3 separate regions of the Mus musculus genome follow, and regions 2 and 3 are each linked to region 1. The links are chromatin contacts, called in public promoter capture Hi-C maps. All regions are on one chromosome and are shown on one strand. Each heading gives the region's core, a stretch centred on a gene start, on an enhancer-like site or on the middle of the called end of the contact. The rest is flanking DNA. Distances are from core to core; before and after follow the strand shown.

Region 1 (4,569 bases), core at 1,166-3,665:
AATCCCAACAACCAACAACCATATGAAGGTTCACAACCATCTGTACAGCTACAGTGTGTACTCATATACATAAATAAATCAATCTTTAAAAAAAAAAAAAGTAGGAAGATTAGATCAGAAGGATAGAGACAGAAAGGGAGACACACTGGAGACCAGGGGACAGGAGAGGAACTGCTAAAGGAGGGACCAAGGTCAGTATGTCATGATACCATGTTTTAGTTTGGGGAGATGAAATTCCGTGGCGATGTAAATAAACCATGAGAGCTACACAACAGAAATGTACATGTCAGAAAACTGAAAATTAGTCTAAGTCCTTAAGTGTACCTTATCACAATTCAAAAATTCAAACTTTCAGCTGGGTACAGTGGCCCACACCTTTAATGCCAGCACTCAGGAGACAGAGACAGGCGGGTCTATGTACTGAGTGCAGAACAGCCAGAGACAACTACACAGGAAGACCCTGTCTGGGGGGAGTGGGGATATTTAAATTCAAACATTTCATAAAATTATAATGAAGGGGTGGGATTCATATATGTTTCCTATCTTTAAATTACTTTTGGAAAATTCTTGTCTGTACATTGTATAGATCAGGAAACAAACTGAAGTTCAACAAATCTGTCACCTTGTCTAGTATGTACACAAACACACACACCATATATAGCACAAATCATACCATGCTGCTCAGCTTTAATGGTGTATTTTACCCAGCTTGGTTGTAAACCCAGGAGGACAAAGTGAGTGCCTTAGAACAACCTCTTTCCACTAACCAGGACTTTATGTACCCCACCCACCCTCCCACCCCTTAAGAGTTTGACAGTCTGGTCTGATGTGTGCATTAAAAAGGTGCACCAGCCACATCTCAATACACCTCTAATCGCCAGGCAATGTGTGTGTGTGTGTGGGGGGGGGGGGGGGGGATCAGTGCTCAAACCCAGGCTGGGCACTCACTCATCATGGGCTAGATGCCAAACTGAGGCAGATAAAGAATCAGAGGACTAACTTCACCTTGCCTACTGTGATGGGCAGATAAGGCTCAGAAACATTAAAATGGCAAAAGACAAGCACTCAACCAACTGCTCTGAGTACACAAACCCCAAGGACTATGGAAAAGCTAAAAAGCCTGCAAGAAGAGGAGGTATTTTCCTTTCAGAGAGGTTTTTTTTAGTGGGACCTGAAAGTATGCATAGTTTTCCAAGGAAAAGGCCAGAGCAGAAAACAAAAAGAACAGCAACCAAGATGTCCAAAGACCCCACTGCTGACTCTGCCATCGTCTGTATCCGTAACCAGTAACCTCTACAAATACTACTTTAGATTTCTGCAAACGCAAACCTACCGCTGGACAGATGGTCTCCAAAAATCCAGCCAGTTCTATAACAGATTGCTTATGTTCAAATAGTGCTACTAACCCAAAAGAGTCAACTGACCTTGGGCAGAGTAATTAACTGCTTCTTGCCTCAAGTATCCCCCATTTCCAATCAGGGGGTTGATATACTAACAAAATACATACCACTGACTTAGCAAAGGAAATGACACACAGTATGCCATCAATAAATAAATGATACTGATAATCACGACTTGCTGCACAAGGGCACAGCCAACAGTGAGGCAGGGGGTTGTATCCGTGGCGCTACTCAAGACATCCAGTGGGGGTGGGGGTGGGGGCAATGGGAGCGTACAGCCGGTTGCACACCCTGCACGCATGTGTCACCGGCCAGGCTCGCACGCGCCTCTCCCCGCCTCAGGGAAGAAGAGATGGCTCAGCTGCTCTGAGGCCCACTGCCACCCCTCCAACCCGGTCCCTGGACCCACTCACCATGCTGGCCGGGAAGGGGATGGCTCAGGTGAGCTAGCTCTTGGGATCCGTCGTGTCCCGCTCGCACAGTTCAGGTCATGGTCCCGGCAGGCTCGGGGAGTCCCCCGCCCATGCAAAGACAACCGGTTCCCTACCCGGGCCCCGCCGGCACCTTTAAAAGGAGCACACGGGCCCCTTCGGGGACCCCCCGAAGCGATTCATCCAGACCTCGGCCCACCCCGGGGAAACGCAAAAGCAGAAAATGGGGTTCAGAGGCGGCTACACGAGGCCCCCCGCCTGGGCCCGACCCCCGAGAGGGAGGCTGCGGGCCCAGGCAGGGACTCCCCGGCCTCCGCGGCCCGAGGCGGCGACGGGCCTCAGCCGAGACTGAAGGGGCAGAGGCTGCCTGGGCCTGGGCGGCGCGGCCGGCTCAGGAGAGAGGCCCGCGGGCCCTTGCTGTCCTCGCCACCTCTGTCCTCGCGGCGGGCTCCCTCCGCATCCCTGCGCGCCACCAGTAGCCGCGGCTCGCCCCTCGCGGCCACCCTCTGCCAACAGCCCAACGCGCCGGAAGTGGCGAGCACCAGGCGGCCCCTCAGCCCGCGGCCTGCTGCGGCGCTGGAACCGGACCAATCCGGAATCAAGTGAGGGCAGAGGAGGGCGGGGCCGCACCTGACTGTTCACTGGCCCCGCCCACCACGTCCCCGCCCAAGAGGCCAGGGACCGCCGCGTTGGTAAAGGGACACGCGGCCATTTTGGTAAAGGAAAGGTTTCCCTTTCGTTTCTTTTCACTCATTCATTCCGCAAATCTTTTCTGAGCATCTTTCCGGACCCTGACACCGGACTAGAAGTTCGGCGATGCTGGTCTGTGCTCTCCTGGGATCTTATTCATTCAGTCCACAGTTCTGGGTCCTAGGACCAGAAAGTGTCACAGGATGAAATTGAAACACTTAGTGTCACGATCTAAATTGGCTTCATCCCTAATTCCAGACTCCAACACCAGGTGACTCAACACCCTCTTCTGGACTCTGGAGACACCTGCACCCATACTCACATAGCATACACATATATAGGTACACAAACATGCATGTAAATAAAATAAGTTTTTATGGGATATGGCTCAGCCTTTAAAGGTACTTGCCACTATGTCTGACAACCCAATCTAAGTTCAATCCTCAGAACCTGTACTGGTTTAAATAAGAATGCCTATCCCATATCTAAAGCTTAGTCATCAGAAGTGGCACTATTTGAAACCGATTAGAATGATTAGGTGTGGTCTTGTTGGAAAAATGTGTGTCACTCGGGGTGGGCCTTAAGAGTTCAAAAGTCACCGGGCAGTAGTGGAGCTTGCCTTTAGTCCTATCATTTGGGAGGCAGAGGCAGGCAGATTTCTGAATTCGAGGCCAGCCTGGTCTACAGAGTGAGTTCTAGGACAGCCAGGGCTACACAGAGAAACCCTGTCTCAGAAAAAAAAAAAAAAGAGTTCAAAAGCCAATGGCAGGGATGGTGAGATGGCTCAGTGGTTAAGAGCACCGACTGCTCTTCCAAAGGTCCTGAGTTCAAATCCCAGCAACCACATGGTGGCTCACAACCATCTGTAACAAAATCTGATGCCCTCTTCTGGAGTGTCTGAAGACAGCTACAGTGTACTTACATAGAATAAATAAATAAATAAATAAATAAATAAATAAATAAACATTTAAAAAAAAAGCCAATGGCAAACCCAGTCTCCTTTTGTGAATCAGATGTATCTTTTAGCTACTGTTCCAGTACCATGCATGTCGACCTGTTCCCTGCCATGATGATAGACGGACCATCTGAAACTGGAAGCAAGCCCCCAATTAAATGCTTTCTTTTACAAGAGTTGTCATGGTCATGGTATATATTCACAGCAATAAAACAGTGACTAAAACAAAACCCAATTGAAGAAGGAGAAAATAAATTACCACAAATTGTTGTCTTTTGACCACACTAGTATCATGCTTGCACAGGGACACACACACACATTAGGTCTCAGGCAGTCCACATATCCAGAATGAGCTCAAGATGGACTATAGAAGGAATTCTGGTGTTAGATAAAAGCCAGAATTCCTAGGAAACTTGTGAAACAAGTTCCTATTCCCCCAAAAGGAGTCCTTTCCCTTACTTCTGGCAGAAGGGACACCTGGCTCTCCACTGACTTATAGCTATGGCACTTATCAGCATATCCACGTGGCCTCCAGGCTGCTGAGGTCCCTATTCACAAGTACTTGTTACTCACTTCAAAGATTCCACACTAGCATCCTGACCCTTCTCACCTTCTCCCTCTACCCTAAAACTTCATGGCTGCTTCCCACCCCCACCTACGCATCCACCTTATAACTTAATGATTTTCCACCCCCTCCTCCCTGTCTCCCCAACTCTCTCCTCTCCAGATGGCCCTGCCCATCTCCTATCTACTTTTTCTCTCTGCTCTGGAATCTTTCAGGGGCCTCTGGATGTTTTCTCTCTTTTTCAAAAAAAAAAAAAAAAAGGAAAAAAAAAAGATTTATTTATTCTTATATGTAAGTACATTGTAGCGGTCTCCAGACACACCAGAAGAGGGCGTCAGATCTCACTACGGATGATTGTGAGCTGTCACATGGTTGCTGGGACTTGAACTCAGGACCATTAGGAAGAGCAGTCAGTGCTCTTAACCACTGAGCCATCTCTCCAGCCCCTGGATGTTTTTTTTTATTAACAATAAAACCCTTCCCCCTAATGGAGCAGTCATTTTGTAATTTCTCTACTGTCTCCCCCAG
Region 2 (4,569 bases), core at 1,016-3,515, 1.7 Mb after region 1:
GATGGCATAGGTGGTAATGCACACAATGCAGAAATCATATAACACAAAGAACAGGATCCAGGCCAGGTACACGGAACCAGCGACGGACACCAGGGAACTCAGCACCAGTAGGATAGAGGCCCAACGTCCCCTCAAGCAACCTGTAAAACAAGAGACGGTCAGTAATGGTATATCTAGAACTCTGTCATGCCTCCTCAATGACAGACAGCAGGTGCTTCTGGTGAAAGTACTCTTAAGACAGGATCTGATGGGCCTCATCTGGTCAATAATTCTTGGGACCCAGAGTAAATTCTCTTGCTAAGCTACACAAGATGAAACACAAGTTACACTTTGGAGTCCTCTCAAAAAGAAGTTCAAGGTCAACCTGGAATGTCTCCCAAAGCAAAGCAAACCAAAAAACTATCAGTTGAGCACGGTGGTGTACAGTCCCAGCACTCCGGAAGCAGAAGCAGGAGAGTTCCTGCAAATTCTAGGCCAGACTGGTCTACATAATGAACTCCGGGACAACTAGGGTTATGTAGAGAGACCCTGTCTCAAAAAGACCCTGTCTCAAAACCTACCAGGTGTGGTCCAAAGCCATGCTTTAATCCCAGCACTCTGATGGCAGACACAGTCAGATCTCTCAGTCTGAGGCCAGCTGGTCTACAGAGTGAGTTCCAGGACATTCAGGACTACACAGAGAAACCCTATCTCAACACCTGCCTCAGCCTCACCACACCCCTCAAAAACAAACCAAACAACAAAAACAAAACCCATGTGAGGTGTGGTGGCCCATGTAGTGACTTCCAGAACGGCCAGGATTACACAGAGAAATCCTCTCCTTGGGTTGGGGGGGAGGGGGGAAGAGGAAAAAAGGTGAGGGAGGGAGAGGGAGAAGAAAAAACGAAAAACTAAACAAAAAGAAAGAAGTTGATTCTTTGCCATAAAACTGAGATTGTGAGAAATCTTTGAGGGCCCTCAGCCTCTGGCTACCTAAACCAAGTAGGATAAGCCTCCTGCTAAGTGTTCTGCTTTCTTGACTCCTTGTGATGAGATTGCTCAGTAATTAGCAGCTGGGTGTCAATTGTCTGGGTCACCGACACGACACGACACGAGGTGGGGCTGCTCTGGATTTCAGAAGACAGGTCATGAAGGGGCAAAGCCACTCACTCACCTAACAACAGCTGTAAGGTGTAGAACAGGCAACCAAATATGCTGTTGGATTGGTTGAGGACGCTGTCCGCTCCTAGCATGTGCTCCACCAGCCCAAAGCCCCGGCCCCACCTGGTGGAAGTGAAAGAAGCAGGTAAGTGGGGTAGGCCAAGTGCCTCTTGAGCTTTTTTGTAGAACAGTGATTAGCAAGAAGCTCCACCTACTAAGAGTCCAAAGGGCATTGACCTGGCATGTCCTGGGGCTCTTAGTGGCCTGTCATCACAGACTATCAATAATTTTTCAGGAGTTGGTGAGATGGCTCAGGAAAAACAAGTATCAGCTGCCAGGCCTGTCAACTGGATCGAATCCCCCCGCAGCCCACAAAGAAGGAGAGACTCAACTCCCGAACGTTATTCTCTTGACTTCCACATGCATGTAGTGGCATGCATGTGCCACCTCACAAACAAATAAATGAAAGGTTAAAAGTTTTTCCCAGCTTGATTTCGCTTTACGGTGATCACAACTGGGAAATCTATTTGCTTGGGCCTACAAAGCTACAGTTCCCTCACCACCCACTAACATTTGGTCCTCCAACCCGGACAGAGTGAGCCACTTTGTCCCCTCAGCACAGCCAATAGTCCACCCCCTCCTCCCGCTTTGTATCATCTCAAGTTTCCTCAGTCTCTATGCAATATACTGCCCTGCCTCCTCCAGTCTTCCCATCATTGGTATTTACAGTATCCTCAGAAAGCGTTCAAGCACCAGTATCTCTGTGAGGTCCAGTGTGCACGTCCGATTACCCACCAAAACCCATGGAGCCAGGCCGCTCTCAAAGTGTCCTTTCTGTGGACACTGCGACCCCAGACTCCAAAATTATCTGGTAACCTGGCCTTCAAGAGCCCCATGCTTTCCATGTCTGCACGCACCGAGAGGAGAAGACGCGGGAACAGCTGATGGCCGTGCCCACATCGCAGAGCGCGCGGTAATTTTCATCGCGGGCGCGCGCCGCCTTCACGTGCAGTGCGTACAGTGAGAGGGCTAAGCCAGCGAGGCACAGTGCAAGCCGCACGAGTCCAGGGCTCCTCCAGGTGGTGCCCATGTCGACAGTACAGCCCAGGGACAGGAGGGAAGAATCGCCACGGGGCAGGGCGGGGCCTGCTGTCACCACGCCCCTCCTACCGGAAGATTGGTCGGCCTCCGCTGGCGTTCTCCAATTCAATTGGTTATTCTTAGGCATGACAGCTAGGAATGCTGGGCTGGTAAACAGGATTTAGGAATGTGGGTAATCATTGATAACGCAGCTGCCGGGCATGATGGGAATTGTAGTTGGAGAGGCTGCAAGACATTAAGGGAAATTTGAGTATGTAGTGCTGTAAAGCTACTTTGTTTTGTTTTGTTTGGTTTTTCAAGGACAGGGTTTCTCTGTGCAGCCCTGGCTGTCCTGGAACTCACTCTGTAGACCAGGTTGGCCTCTAACTCAGAAATCTGCCTGCCTCTGCCTCCCAAGTGCTGGGATTTAAAGGCGTGTGCCACCATGCCCGGCTCTGTAAAGCTACTATTAACAGGACGGTAACACACACACACACACACACACACACAAACACAAACACACTGTCGCTATCTTCAGACACACCAGAAGAGGGCATTGGGTCCGGTTACATATGATTGTGAGCCACCGTGTGTGGTTGCTGAGAATTGAACTCAAGGACCTCTGGAAGTTCAGTCAGTGCTCTTAACTGCTAAACCATCTCCCGTTTAGCTCATTTGGGGGGGGGGGGGAGGTGAGACAGGGTTTCTCTGTGTAGCCCTGGTTGTCCTGGAACTCACTCTGTAGAAGACCAGGTTGGCCTCGAACTCAGAAATCCTCCTGCCTCTGCCTCCCGAGTGCTGGGATTAAAGGCATGCGCCACCACGCCCGGCTTAGCACATTTTTTATGACAAGTTCTGTCTATGCATCTGGTATGTCTAGAACCTACGGGTCAATAGACGAATGGAATTCCGCGAAAGCAGGGATACGACTCTGGAAGCATTTTCCCCGAAATTATTTCAGATACCATTTGTCTACAACCTGTCTTTCAAGATCACCGCCAGCCATCCCTCGTGTCTCACTAGCGCCCCTTGTGGGCAGAGGCACCCTCCCTCTCACAATAAATTCCTTTATCTAGGCCATACTTTCCTGTGATTTCCCAGACCTCTGTACCACTGTGGCGCACTCTTGGCAAAACCTGAGCCTGGATCAACCCAACAATCCCTCTTATATTATCTCCCCTTTACAAATATCCCCCCCTCCCCACTGAGGACCTGTCAGTTCTGTACTGTCTGCCTTTCCACCCTTCCCATTTGCCTGGAGTTTCTTCACCAGCTCCCTCTCCAGTTGTCTTTAATCTAATCCCTTCACAGCCAAGTTTTGGGAAGATTTTACATTCCCAGTCTTCCTTACGTCTTACTGATGCTCACATGACAAACTAGCTGCCCTTGAGCATGTCCTTGACACCTAGTTGCAAGCATGACTTGAACATTGAGTCTAATGTTTATTTTTAGAGTCAAAAAGTTTGACTTCCAAGTGATATTAGTTACTGCTTTAAGGAACTCTTTCTTCCTTGATGGCTGCCCTCTCTCCATGGCTTCTCCTTCTCGGGTCTACTTCTTTTACGTCAGAGAGTGTGGTGGATACTGTAAGTGTTCCTGCTCAGATGGGAAGGTATCCTGGGACTCGGAAGCCCAGGAACGACACAGCTGAGGAGAGAAGGTATTCCAATGGGAGGGCATCCTGAGACATGGGGGCCCAAGAGCCACACAGCTCTGAGAGGAAGCATCCTCAGCAGAGGCATTGCAGCTCCCAGGAAATGACATCCCCAGCTGAGCTGAGGAGCCTCAGCCCCACTCTGTCTCTTCGCTTCCTCCCTTCTTCTCTGTATTGCTTCTTTTGATGAGAGTCATGAAGTAGAAACTTATGGGTTCTTTGGAGAGTCAGTTGTGTTGGACGGTGTTTTGCTGTCACAAACGTGAAGAAACATTTCACTGAAGCAGACACAGGAGAGAGGATGTTCTGCTAAAGCAAGCACATGAAAGGACACATGATGAAGGAGCCTTTGCTAAGTACACACATGCATTGGCCTACCTTACATTGCTTAGTTGGGCTCTGATTGTTGGAACTCCAAAGAGAGAAACACACCAAAAACCTTCTGGTAGTGTGCTATGGCTTCTTACCATTTCCAGTGACTCAGGCTGATGGGCAGAGTGATATCAGCTGAGAAGACTCAAGTGCAGAGGGAAGCCCGAGGAGACACGTGATGTTTGGAGGTCGTATAAAAAGGACTTGATGGACAGTGACAGGAGCCAGGAGTTTGGCTTGCTCGCATAGCTAAACGTTTGTTGGTCTTGAGTCTTCGCTGATCTTCACTTCTTTGAGAGAGGCGCAGCTGAGAACATTTCCCC
Region 3 (4,569 bases), core at 1,199-3,698, 1.5 Mb after region 1:
TGGGACCCGCTTGTCACACTGGTCTTAAGTCTGTCAAGATGTACATTTAATACTTGTGTAATATTTCTTGTGTCTATTATAGTTCAGCTAAAGGTTTACTTAAAATGGATGCTGTCAAGATGTCTCAGTGAATAAGGCATTTGCCACAAAGCCTGATGACCCAAGCTCAAAAATTGGGAGCCCATGTGATAGAAGAGGGAACCCACTCCTGACAGCTCTCAGACCTCCACACCTCTTACACATCATACACAGGCAAAATAAATGAGAGACGTTTTGGTTTTTCCTTTAAAAGAAAAAAGGCCAGATGTGGTGGCTCACACTTTAATCCCAGCACCCAGGAGGCAGAGGCAGACAGATCTCTACATGTTTGAGGTCAGCCTGGTCCAATAATGAGATACATAGTAAGACCCAATCTCAAGAAGAAAGAAAGAAAGCGGGGGCTGGAGACGACGACGTGGCTTCCTGGTTAAAAGCTCTTACTGCTTTCCCAGAGAATAGTAGTTTGGTTCCCAGCACCCATGTCGCACTGCCTGTAAATCCCCTCCAGGGGAGTCCATGCCTTCTTGTCTCCTCCAGCACCCACTCAGACGCACACATGGCCCCGACACACACTCAAATGAAAGGGAAGAAGATGAGAGTGTCTCGCATGATTTTTATTTGAAGCTGCGCTGTCACTAGATAGGACGAGTCTGCTGTGCTATGTGTGTGAGGGGTGTCTGTGACGTTTTGGTGTGACCATGTCCACCATGACTGGCAGCGTTTCCAAACGGTAAGAAGTAAAATCTCTGCTTGTCACACCTGCGTGACCGTGGGCAAGTCATTTGTCTCATTGCCTCCTCTATTATGGAATGAGTTAATGTGTATATACAAGCATTCAGGATAGTGCTTGGCACACATGAATACCCAATACATACTGCTGGTTAGTGTGTGTGTGTGGCCACTGCTGACATTGTGGCCTCACCATTCACCTATGGTGTGCTCTGCCAGTGAACTTTGTTCTGACAGTCTGCTTGTGTTAACCCTCTCACGCAGGCTTTTCCAGTTTCCTTTCTCACAAGCTCCACTCAAGTGGAAACTTCTGGTTTGGAAAGTCAGTTATATCAAATGATAGTTTGCTGGGGCACACAGGTGAAAGGATGTCTTGTTAAGCAGACACATGAAAGAATGTTGTCCTGAAGCAGACACAGGTGAAAGGTCCCATGATGAAGGAGTAGAAATGTGACCCCAGGGTCAGTGGGACACTGAGCATTGGTGTGGTTTGCTCCGCCTTGCTGTACTTCCCTAAGAACACGAGTGTATTGGTTCACCTTACATACTGTTGTTGAGCTCAACTTGTGGTTACACCACCATTGAGAGAAACCCAGCCAAGAGCTGCTCCTGAGGTTCCTGTGGCAGCTGCTGCTTCAGTGGCCTTGGGCCAGTTGGTGAGCCTTGCAGTTTCTTCAGGATTAAACTACAGCTGCTGGTTTGTGCATGGCGTCTGCCTGCCTAGAGGACTGGACTGTAGCTGCTGAGTGTTTGGTGTTTGCTATGGGACTGAACTGCTGACAAAGGAGACCAAGCTTGCCCCCCAAAGAACTATTGCTGAGAAGGTCCACCTCCCCCATATTCTAACAACTTTTCTCTTCCACTGCCTCTCATGGGTGGTGGGCAAGAGGAGAGGTTAAACGTTTATTAAAAGTAGGTTGCAAAAAGAAAAAAAATATATGCCTATACTCCTTCATCTGACGCCTCATCATCTGGGTCCTCTCTGTGCCAGAGCCAAAGACAAGAGTAGGTGCTTGGGAACCAATTATAGAGGCAAGTGTGTCCAGTCCTTTCCGTGTCTACCCCAACGTTAATGAGTTGCTGTTCGGGTGTGACCTCCCTGAAGCTCGTGCTTGCCTGTGTAGAAGGCTGGGTCTGAATGCCTTAGTACACACACAGATGTGTGCGTGCGAGGGTCTCTAACGGTAAGGTGAGGAACAGTCTCACTTCTGATCAGTGTGACAGAGAAATTAGAAGGCATTTAAGATAACTAGACCAGGGGGTGCGTGCCTTAGGTGGACCCTAATCTAAACAAGGCTTCCCTGGCCTCTCTTTGTCTTCCCCAAAAAGGAAGTCCTGCCTGCATTCTTCTCCTGCCAGCCTTGCACCTTTCCTCTCAGGTTTCCCAGCTTTTCCCTCCAAAGCAGCCAATAAACAGGCTCTACCTCAGGTCTGAGCCTGAGTCTCCTCCCAACAGGACACAGAACTGCCTTAAAGGCCCAAGTTCCCATTCACTGTGCCAACACCTGCCTCCCAATTCTGGCCCCTTCCCAGTCTAAGCTCACAAGCCGGTTACTGAGCTCTGGGCCAAGGAATTTTGACTGAAAGTAATGGTGGGAAGGAAATATTTGGGGTCTGAACTATGATTGGCCGAGCCCGAGCCACGCCCCTAGCCCTTTCCCCCTTTTTCCCCCTCCCCTCCTCCTCCCCCGGAGGGGTGTGTTGAGGGAACCTGGATAAGCCTGGGGCCAGCATGAGCCAGAGGGAGGGAAGTCTGGGTAAGGGGTTGAATGACTTGATCCTGTGTCCTTGGTGAATAGGAGTCGGGGGGATCGAAAGCTGGGGTTTGGATGTCTGTCAGCACCACCCCACCCCCAAGTCTGGGAGGGGAACGGCCTGGGCGGGGGAGAGGAGACGCCGGTGTCAGGTAACCAGCGGGTGAGTTGGGAGAAAGAGCAGGCGCAAGGAATTGAGGCTTCAGGGCCTTGGGTTCAGGGGTTAGATCACCGAATATATATGGGTGAGTACACCCTGAAAAGGGGCTGGGGTCGGGTTGGAACAGGATAATAGTGCTTCTTGAGAATTAGGAAAGAGTCAAAGCTGAAAGACTGGAGGGAGAGGCCGAGTTAAGGAAGTCTTTGATCTTCGAAGAAGCTACAAGTGACGAGAGCTCAAAATACAGGCTTCGGAGATCTCGGCTGGCGGTGGGAAACTCCGACGGAGGGGATTGTCGGGTCAGGACTACATTCCCCAGCATGCATTGGGGTCCCGGCAACATACATATTGGGAAATGTAGTCGGCTTCCCGTGGCACCACCCTCTAAACAGGGAAGGCCATCCTGTCGTTGATTCATTGATGCTGCTGAGCCTAGCAGGTCACATAGGAGCAACATGAAGGGAATAGGTCTTCGGTTTCTCTATCTGTACAAGGGGCCGGAAAGGCGCGTTCAGTGCTTCAGAGATGCTGACTGAATTCAAACAAGAGTTGGAGAAATCCAAAGATATGTGAACTTTGACCTTAAAGAGTTTCTGGATAGTATCGGTGATGTAGAGTGAGGAGTCTCAGGATCAGACAGATTCACACGGATAAAAGAAGCTACTTTGGAAGTATGAACAAATTCCCTAAAGTGGAAGGAAGAAATTGATTTGAGAATAGGGAGAACTTGGAGGCAGCACTAAGAAGGAGGTATTTGAATTTGGTCCTAGTAGTATTTCAATAGTGACCTGAGGACAGGAGAGACATCTATGTAGAGAAACTGCTTGGTGGAGATCTGGTGCCTGGGATGGGGCAGATTCTTCGTAGGTTGAATATTAGCATCCAGAGCAGAGACTCTGGGTTCAGGGAGAGCCAGCTTGGGAAAGATGGTTAAGGAGTGGGGTTTGGTTGCCTTTATAACCTCTCACTTCCTTCTCTTTCCCACCAGAAGACCACCAGACTGACTCCTCAATCTCATTCCTACCCCATTTGGAGGCCAAGATCCGCCAGACACACAACCTTGCCCGCCTCCTGACCAAATATGCAGAACAACTTCTGGAGGAATACGTGAGTAGGTGTAGGGATGGTGGAGGAATACGTGAGGAGTACGTGAGGAGATGCAGGGATGGTGGAGGAATATATAAGGAGATGTAGTGTTGGTGGAAGAATACGTGAGGAGCTGTAGGGTTGGTGGAGGAATACGTGAGGAGGTCTAAGGATGGTGGAGGAATATGTGAGGAGTTGTAGGTTGGTGGAGGAATATGTGAGGAGGTGTAGGGTTGGGGCATGGAATGAGGGTGATTGCTCACAGATGTCTTCAGCCACCCATTTCTTCCATCTCAGCCCCAGCAGTGGAAATCAAAAGTTTCTGAGGGGAATGTTAACTTTCTTCTGGCCACACAGTAAAGGACCCTGTAATATTTATTCTTTTAAATGTAACTAATATCTGTACCCATAAAAGAGACATGAGGTGGGAGCTGTGTATAAGCCCTTGAACTTAGGGAATTTTATTTTCTTAACTACTTACAAAATATCTATTTACAAGCTTGATTTTTCAACTAAACTGCTAGCTTTCTCTCTCTCTGTCTCTCTCTTTTCTTTTTTTCAAGACAGGGTTTCTCTGTGTAGCCCTGGCTGTCCTGGAACTCACTCTGTAGACCAGCCTGGCCTTGAACTCAGAAATCTGCCTGCCTCTGTTCCCAAGTGCTGGGATTAAAGGCGTGCACCACCACTGCCTGGCCTACACTGCTAGCTCTTTAGAAATCTCTTTCTAGCTGTCCTTCTACCAAACTAGTTTACCTTCCTTTTGAGCTCCTCCAAACTCAGGAGGGCTCCCTAGCTCTTCCC

Evidence for each region. Promoter capture Hi-C pulls out the DNA fragments that hold promoters and counts their contacts. Capture Hi-C pulls out chosen DNA fragments and counts their contacts.
Region 2: a promoter capture Hi-C map of liver shows a contact between it and region 1, with 2.8 times the contacts expected there. The contact joins the promoter of Vkorc1 here to the promoter of Xpo6 in region 1. A contact is called at or near these places in 2 of 39 promoter capture datasets (liver and pre-B cells), 1 of 484 Hi-C or Micro-C datasets (B cells) and 1 of 115 datasets of contacts at active chromatin or transcription factors (pancreatic cancer cells).
Region 3: a promoter capture Hi-C map of liver shows a contact between it and region 1, with 4 times the contacts expected there. The contact joins the promoter of Ctf1 here to the promoter of Xpo6 in region 1. A contact is called at or near these places in 1 of 39 promoter capture datasets (liver) and 1 of 9 other capture datasets (liver).

What each region holds. Positions count from the first base shown.
Region 1 is chr7:126,198,086-126,202,654 of GRCm38.p6, forward strand. It overlaps Xpo6 (exportin 6), which reads right to left and starts at 2,416. Exons shown (of 24, transcript NM_001311143.2): 1 at 1,814-2,416. The coding sequence starts at 1,816.
Region 2 is chr7:127,893,352-127,897,920 of GRCm38.p6, forward strand. Vkorc1 (vitamin K epoxide reductase complex, subunit 1) reads right to left here and starts at 2,266. Exons shown (of 3, transcript NM_178600.2): 1 at 2,058-2,266; 2 at 1,154-1,263; 3 at 1-140. The coding sequence starts at 2,230.
Region 3 is chr7:127,710,255-127,714,823 of GRCm38.p6, forward strand. Ctf1 (cardiotrophin 1) reads left to right here and starts at 2,449. Exons shown (of 3, transcript NM_007795.2): 1 at 2,449-2,525; 2 at 3,671-3,789. The coding sequence starts at 2,501.